2 separate regions of the Danio rerio genome follow, and region 1 is linked to region 2. The links are chromatin contacts, called in public Micro-C maps. All regions are on one chromosome and are shown on one strand. The core of a region is the stretch at or near the end of the contact, and the rest is flanking DNA. Distances in the headings are between cores, read along the strand shown.

Region 1 (4,296 bases), core at 853-3,352, 33 kb before region 2:
TGGTCGATTTTTTTCAATTACTTTCCCTAAGGTTGTGGTCACGTGACCCCGCTCTGTTTGTTACCTTCATGTTACTTTGCACTACATTGATGATTGACGAAGCTGCGCCTGATATGTCTTGAGACGGCATATTTTCATCAAAATTATTATTTAAATTAAACTATTTGCTTAAAGAAGATGCAATAAATGCACCGTTTAAAATATTATTCACAGAATATGCAAGAGGTATTTTATTTAGAAGAGATACTGCTTATTTTCTACTTTAATAATGAAAAATATTAAAAATACCTTATTTTGTTTCCAAAAGTGCAAGTTATTTTTACATTTTTATAGGAAACAAATGAATGTTGGTTTTAGGCAATGTGTGTTTTGATTTCAGTTGTTCAGCATTGATGTTTGATAAATAATCATAGGTAGTAGATAGTGTGTTACCTTCAATTGTTTTAAAATCAAGTAATGCCCCCTTTCTTCAAAAATCTCTCACTGGTAATATGTGAGCATATTTACTGTACAAAACCTGTCTGTGAACTATGAGGGCAAAAAAAATATAATAATAATCGTTCATTAATCATAATCGAGTTAAAATGTTCAATTAATGGAGATTTTGATTTTAGGCCAAATCGCCCAGCTCTAATAAGAACCAAAACACATCCAAGACACAAAAAATTAATATTTTAAATGACCACAAAGCCTACTGAAATTAATGAATGAACAGAATCAACCTTAGGTAAACAATGTTTCCATTGGTGTTTGAAATAGGTCCGTAAGCTTATATTAGATGGATTTTAGTGCAGATAAACTGCATATACAACAGACTATGCAACCTAAATTGGGGTAAAGCTGGTTTTAAATTCACACATTCAGGCATTCTCTTAAGTGATAAAGTTTCAAGAAAAGTATTCTTTGCAAACTCCAAATAGGTGAAATCATATTAGCAAGCAGTGACTACCAAAATACAACATTGTTCTATGTCAATTAAATAGTGTTAATGTCTTAATCCATATTTACATACCATTACAGACTGAATATTTAAATTGGTGTGATAAACAATATAGTTTGGGTTAAAGTAGGTTAGATATTCGCACATTAGTTCATTTTAATGTTTACCACGCTATTTGAATAGAGTCTGAAATAGCATGCAAGGATGACTTCAAAACAATATTAGCACTATGCAATTGACTGTGAACAATGTTGTACTTTGATAGTCATTGACTGCTAATATTGCACTATATAAAATTGGCAAACAATACTTTTCTGAAATTATATTAGTAGTAGTAAGCAGAAAGTCTGAATGTGTGAATATAAAACCAGCTTTACTTCTATACAATATAGAGTGTGTGCCACAAGTTGTCACTCAACAAATGCGTGAATATAACTTTGAATATTCGATTGAGGTAAAGTTGGTTTTATATTCACACATTCGTTCAGTGACAGCTCCATGCATTGTTTACCATTTTACTTTGAACATCTGAAATCACATGCAAGTATGACTTTAAAACAACATTTGCACTATTTATTTGACTGTGAACAATGTTATACTTTGAAGATTGTTGACTGCTAATGTGATTTTACTATTTAGAATTTCTAATTAATGTTTTTCTGAGATTATATTATTGAGAAAGACTGAATGTGCGACTATAAAACCAACTTTACCTTAATGTATATTCGATCTGAAATCACATGAAGTGTCACTTCAAAATAATACCCTTCTAAAATGATATTATAAGGGGGAAATTCGGGATGTCTGAATATAAAACCAACTCTACCTCATTGCAAGCTATACCAACACTTCAAAATATTCAAAATAAAATACAATCAACAGATATTTTATAACCATAACTTAGTATTTAACAAAGCCGATTCAATGCGTTTGAACCGCAAAACAATGGAAACTGCTGAGAGATAAAGCTAAGAGAGCTGTAAACACATGTTCTGCTTGAGCTGAAGACGATTTTTTAAACACAAATTTTATCAAAGAACAGCGGCACATCGCTAATTCACCTTCAGCCGTCCCGCCATGTGTGTTGTTATCCAACTCTATCCAAACAACATGCAGCGCTTCGTTTTTCACTTCCTGAACGAACTCTCGCGAGAACAACATCACCACGCACTCACTCAAGAGCTAAACTTGTCGTGAGATGTGTTTACATAACACTGCTAAATGTAATTCGGCGTAATTTAATAGGTAATTTAACTTTGTTAATTGTGACTTTTGTACAATAGTTAATGTTAAGCTAAGCTAATTAAAGATTATGTAACTTTTTAATTTAAACTATTTTAAAGACGTTTAAAAATATATAACTATATATTATAATTATTACCATTAGTATCGTAAAGCTTACATACAAAAACTGCATAAAAACCGTGATTCTTTTACTTTTCCATATTGTTAGGCTATCAAAGTTCAATGGAATTGGGGTATCATCATAAGAAAAGTGACGACAAAGTTTTTTTTCAATTTTTCTACATTTCTATTAAATTCATTACCATTTTACAATATTAAGAATCGATGTTAGAAATCGATGAATAAATTTTGCATCATCATGGTGTGGCTAAAATCAAAATGTCTGTCATCCTGAATTGCAGTGTAATGGAACCTTTTTGGAATGCAGAGTCTTGGTTTAAAGTCAGATTTTGCATATATTTGAGTGCCTGCTCCCATTTCCCTAATGAAGTTAGTTCACATTCACTGTTTTCACAAAGTGAGATTTCAGATTTGCCTAAGATGTACGTAGACTCCCTGTTTTCTAGTCCTCACAAGAGTTTCCTAAACGGAAAGCTGCTTCTCAGCTGCTATCAGCTATGGCTTTCTCAAAGCAATTGCTCATTTATTGTTGGATTTCATTCGTTTTGATGCCACTTACAACTTGTACAGACGAATCAGAGGACAATGAACACCAAAAATATGATTATGGAAGGAAAGTTCAACAAATACGAGGAGGAAAAATGTATAAGTTTGTTCAGGAATCAATGTCATGGATTGAAGCGCAACAGAGTTGTGAAAAACATCGAGGATATCTTCTGAGGGACTTGAATGATGAGATCAAGGAGCTTGTACTTGCACAGTCCACACAAACTGGACCGTGGTGGGTCAGTCAGACCTTGATGTATAAAAATTCCATCACTGGTGAGTAATTGTAAAGCTTATGGTTTTCCTTCTGTAGACCTTCTGTACTTCAAAGAAGACCTACTTGTGCCTTAAATAGATAATGCTGAGTGCTGTTAGATGGCAAAAGTCAAATTGAACAAGATTCAATCTTCTCTTATGAAAAGAACGTTTGAAATCCAGAAATTTCCTTGCAGAATTACAGAATTATTTTGATTTGGTAAAGTGACGTTATTGCAATATTTTATCTTGTCAAAATTGGTTATGTGTATCATGCTGTTCAGGATGTTGTTTTAAAAATGGAAAAATCATGATTTCAGATAGAACCAAAAAGCTTGATGTCATATGACAACCAATCCAATATGTTGTTACTGATTTTAAGGACCTGCTCCTGTAGTTTTCTCTGAAGAATCATGTGCTAGCATAACTCTTGTATAATCTCAGTAGAAAATGTACAAAAATAGTTACTGTGGTGGTACCTTTTGAAAAGATACACATTGTAAAACAAATGCTGGGGTCCACACAATTCCTACAATCCCAAGTTAACTTAATTGTTTTTGCAAATGTAAGTGGATTTAATATAAAACAATTAGGTTCTTCCCCAAAATACTCAAGAATTGTGTTGATTAAGCTAATTTTAAGTAAGTAAATAAGCATATTTTTTGAGTGCATGTTTGGATCTAAATAGTTCATCTTAGTACTTTAAAGGTACAAAACAAAATTGGCAGCTTTTATAGCTTTTTTTTCAAAGAGTTAAACATAAACAGCAAAACAGAGTTTTTTCACCAAACTTAAGATGCTGCAAATTGTATTTGAAAAACAATAATTTAAGAAGTATACGCTAAAAAATACATTTGCGGTTTGTTCAAACTACTCATTTAAAATGAGCTGAAACAACACAATTCTTGCTTATTTTTGGAACAACATACTTGTTTTATGTTCAGTCCACTATTCCTTCATGTTGTCCCAACACTAATTGATTTTGTGGAACCTGGCATTTTTTCGCAGTATATGGAAATGAAATAAATGAGATTATATAATTTTCACAAATTTGTTAAATGTGTTTTGGTATGATTACAGGATTTGAGCTTGCCTCATTTTACCCTTATAAAAAGGACGGCAGTGCTGAAAATCACCTTGCTTGCGCTTATTTAGTCAAAGATCCATTTCAGCTACTGACCACACCCAAC
Region 2 (4,575 bases), core at 389-2,888:
CAAACCAGGTGCTGCTCGGACATGGCTATCTTTGCTCAGCATCAGGTGCACAGCAGCAAAAAGTTTGGCAGCGAACCAGACCTTATTTTAATGACAAATGTGTCTAATAACACAACTTATTTACTTTTTTTGTTAAGCATATGCAATAAATGTAAGCCTATTAACTGATCAAATGACAGAATATGTAACTTAGTTTATATATATAATGAAATATTAGGTGCTGGCCAGCAGAGGACTACTAGTTTGAAAGCAAAGTCATGAGCTCAGATTTGGTTGACCAAATTTAAGTCTTTTCTGTTTTCCAACCCTAAACAAAAAGATGTAAAAAAAAAAAAAAAAAAACGCAAATAGAGCCAAAATCTGTTTTTTTTTTTGTTTTTGTTTTTTTGTGATTAAAAAAAAAAAAAAAAAACAGAAAAGCAGCCGTTTGCTTAGTTTTCTTTTTTTGTTTGAAAACAGACATGGAAAGGACAGAAGATACCCTGATTATACTGTGCTCCTGTTAGGACAGAGGGGACGAAGCTATGATTTTGAAATATAGAAAATTTGAGCTCGTTCTGTAGTTTTGATCTGTGTGCCTGACAGATTTTGATCATTAATTGAATCATTTAACATGTTTCTTCAGCATTGAGTAACTATGGGAAGTGCACATAGTCTTACATACTTTTGTACACATGCCAAAACACATGGCATTTCCTTTTATGAACAAAATACTCATCTGTGTGTGATCTCATTTGAGGATTGAGCCACAATATATAAAATATAACACCTCAAATCAGTCAGTATTAGTTGTATCACTGCGCCCTCTAGTGGCTGTAAATGGTAAAATCAAACCCTATTTCACAAAAACTTTAGAAATTGATTCATTAAACCGTGATATCGTAATTTATACCTTCATTTAATCTTTGATTATTTGGTTAAAAAAACAGGAAGATTATGAGCAAATAGAATTTATTACATGGAATCAGATATGTTTTTAATTCAGATAAAATAAGTATCAAACACACCCAAACATTGCCAGATTTGTGTTCAGATGATTTAAGGGCGAAAACAAAACACAAAATAGTGTTATAAAGTTAAAGCAAACCATTTATATAAAACCTACTATACAAGCCTCCTTACTCTTCAAAACAAACGTAAGACTCATACATAGTCAATTCTAACAAACAAACAAAGTCGATACTAAATGATAAAACCCTCACCATAGAGAAGAATTAACTAGTGTACAAGCTGACAGAGGGAGCAGTGAAAGAGCAAGGCCACGGTGGAAGAGAAGGAAACTAAGGCAAACTCAGTGCAGAAAACACTAGAAACTGGAGACCAAACACTACGAGTGAGAATCAAATGAAGAAAGGCTGACATTTGGAGTTTCTCAAAACGCTCACAGACTTCACCACATTAACAGAACAAAAAACGAATGTTAGGACATTCTGTGCTCAGCTCACATCAGAAACAAGCAACCTTTGGTGTTCAGGTGAGAAATGCAGCACTATTCTTCACATTCCCTCAAATGTAACGTCTGAATGGTGTTCGGTCAATAGCAGAAGAAAAGCTGAGTCACTCTGAAAAACAACTGCGATCCACGAACACATAATCCATGACATCATACGGTCTTACGCAGGTTCAGTCATTCAAAAGAGTTCATTACATAGATCTGGGTGTAAATAAGGGCCAACAGGTTCTACCTGCTTTGCCTACAGGAGTCATACAGATTTCTGATTTGCTTGGGGAAATCTTTTAGACTTTTTCTTAAAACTGGGGAAAGTTAAGAGACATTTCATAATAATAGTCAGCTTATATAATGGATATATGCGCAGTCACTATAATTGAACTACTTTTAGCTGTCAGCAAGTCCCTCTATGCAAAGTGCTCCTCAATTTAAAAGATTTCTGTCAGTAGTCCATCATGTTTACCTAAAGGTCTGAAGTGAGTTTGTAGAAATATCTGATACTGCCATTCAAAAGTGTCTCCATCATTCCTTCTGTTAAATAACTAATATTATAATACACCTTCACCTGAAGAGAAGAGCTGTGAATATGGATTGAACTGTTCGAGCAATGTGTTCTGATGTGATCTGGATCTGTTTAGGTCTTCTTCTTGAGCTCCTCAAAGCGTCGCGACAGGTCATCAAAGTCGATGTCTTCTGAGGTGTTGGCCTTCGCTCCGAAAGAGGATGCTGGGAGTGTGTCTGGAACAGACGGAAGTTCGGGAAGGGTGGAGTTGTCATAGACCTGACCAGCTGGAGTCGGACCTGCAGAGAAAATAGAGAATCATTAAAAGAATATTATCATACCATTTGAAATAAAATCCGATTAGGATAGAGCACATACCTGGGATGACCTGGGAAGGATCAGAGGGTTTAATACACAACTCATCGATCTTAAAAAAAGATATGAAGACATGTTAACAACTACCAATACATTCACAACGCTACCGCTGCAACTATATAAATATATTAAATACATATTTGATCAAAATAAAATAAAACTGTTAGTCTAAAATGATCCAGCTGTGAGTAATGATGGAGCAGTGCATTGTGGGTTAGAACAGACACCCTTGTGAGCCCTTCAATGAATAGCGTCATTTATAAAAAGGTGCATTTGATGATGCTAAATATGAATGTGTGAATGTCACCCAGAAATGATCTATAAAACATTCATGCCCACAAAAATATGTGTAACCCTGGACCACAAAACCTGTTGCATGGGTATTTATTGAATAAATACAACCTGACAAAGGTATTATCATCAATCCCAGTTGTAAGAGCAACAAATAACAACTTGACTTCTAGTTGATCATTAGGAAAAGTGGCAGATGGTAGATTTAGATTCAGATGAATCATCTGTTAAATTGCATCCCAAATTTCAATCATCACAAATACTGCACAAGACCTATTAGAACCCACATGGAGCCAAGATTCTCACAGAAATCAGTCAAGTTTGTTGAAGGAAAAACCATGGTTTGGGGTTACATTCAGTAAGGGGGAGTGTGAGAGATCTGCAGAGTGGATGGCAACATCAACAATCTGAGGTTCCACAAGACATTTGTGCTGCCCATTACATTACAAACCACAGGAGAGGGCGTACTCTTCAGCAGGATAGAACTCCTTCTCATACTTCAGCCTCCACATCAAAGCTTCAGAAAGCAAAGACGGTCAAGGTGCTGCAGAATTGGACTGATCAGTCACCAGACATAAACATTATTGAGCAAGTCTGGAGTCCAAAGAATCTTGATGAACTCTGGGAGTCCTGCAAGAACACTCTCTTTGCCATCCCTGATTACTAATTATTAATTATCAAATAAATATTATTCGAGTCATTGCAGAGATGTATAGATGCAGTCCTCCAAGACTTAACATTCTATAGTGTTCATTATTTCTGTTTAGTGACAAGACTTTTGTCTGAGCAAAGTCAGACCTAACTGTCCTAATTAAAGAATTAAAAATCAAAGCATGATCACATTTTATTGTGGTAAAATAATCGTAATTAAGAGGCCTTTGTCTTACATATTAGCCACTTCTGATACCAAATGATCAACCAGAAGTCAACTATTTGATGTTCTTAACTTGGATAGGCAACAAAACTTTTGTCAGGTAGTGAATATACTGAACAGGACAAAATTATTAGATTATTAAGTAAAGACCATATTCCATGATGATGTTGGGCAACACTTTATTTTGATGGGTTATTTGAGTATTAGTAGACTGTCTGCGTAGTATCTGTTGATACTGCTCAATTAACAGACAAACTGACTATAAGAAAGTTAGGAAATAACATGTGAACTTACACTAACCCTAACCCCAGCATAACAGTCTGCTTATAATCAAATCAAAATAAAGTGTGACCTGATGTTGTGTAAATTACTGTATATATAGAGACTAGTGTTTTGAGAAGTAAAATGTATTGTTAATACTGCTTCTCAGAATTTAAATGGCTTTGAACCCTCAGTTTGCAGATTTTTAAATATTGTCCTAACAAATAACATATCAATGGAAGACACTTATGACTGATTTTGTAGTCCAAGGTGACAATATTACATGATTTTTTTTAATACTAAGCACATATTCATGTTAGTTTGTGAAATAATGTGAATAATTCATGTGTCGGACGGAATCCTAATGACTTGTAATGAAAGTAATGTACAATCAAATGCAATCACACAAGCACTTTATAAATGAGGCCCCTGTTGTCAGTATGGTTGTTGTTAGCTTTTCTACAACCATCTTATGCAGGATTTTTGGGGTGAATGCTTCAAGGTAAATTCCAAGTAAAATAGGTCAAGACATTTTCATTACATAACATTTGACCCTTTTAGCATTTTTCATCTGACTTTCTTCAAGACGTAGTTCAGTTGTTGTAGAACTATCTGCAATCGTGATATTATTACAAAAGGATACCATTTTGGTTAATCTTCAGAGGACAAATTAACATGTTTTTATGAACCAGGATACATTCCTGTTCCTCTACTTAAAGTCTAAGGAACCAAAATTGAACGATCCAAAAATGTTTAAATGTGTTATGAAGCAAATCCTACTCTCCATGAATAGAGATGTATGGATAATTTTGTGAAGACATA

The links. Hi-C and Micro-C count contacts between places; a contact is called where the count stands out from the background.
Region 1: a contact with region 2 is called in a Micro-C map of caudal fin, with 4 times the contacts expected there. The contact joins the promoter of dhodh here to the enhancer-like site in region 2. A contact is called at or near these places in 2 of 18 Hi-C or Micro-C datasets (caudal fin and an unstated tissue).

Annotation. Positions count from the first base shown.
Region 1 is chr7:57,497,657-57,501,952 of GRCz12tu, reverse strand. It overlaps dhodh (dihydroorotate dehydrogenase), which reads right to left and starts at 2,102. Exons shown (of 9, transcript NM_001008608.1): 1 at 2,002-2,102. The coding sequence starts at 2,019. pkd1l3 (polycystic kidney disease 1-like 3) reads left to right here and starts at 2,114. Exons shown (of 22, transcript XM_073907361.1): 1 at 2,114-2,185; 2 at 2,965-3,127; 3 at 4,187-4,296. The coding sequence starts at 2,971.
Region 2 is chr7:57,463,509-57,468,083 of GRCz12tu, reverse strand. ist1 (IST1 factor associated with ESCRT-III) reads right to left here. Exons shown (of 10, transcript NM_212585.2): 9 at 2,331-2,379; 10 at 935-2,251. The coding sequence ends at 2,085. Among named protein-coding and RNA genes, the nearest start is that of ist1, 11 kb to the right of the region's middle. Within about 2 kb of position 1,638, at least 4 of the 62 cell types and tissues checked have an H3K27ac peak or open chromatin away from gene starts, as enhancers often do. A contact at or near this core is called in caudal fin, where this site is marked.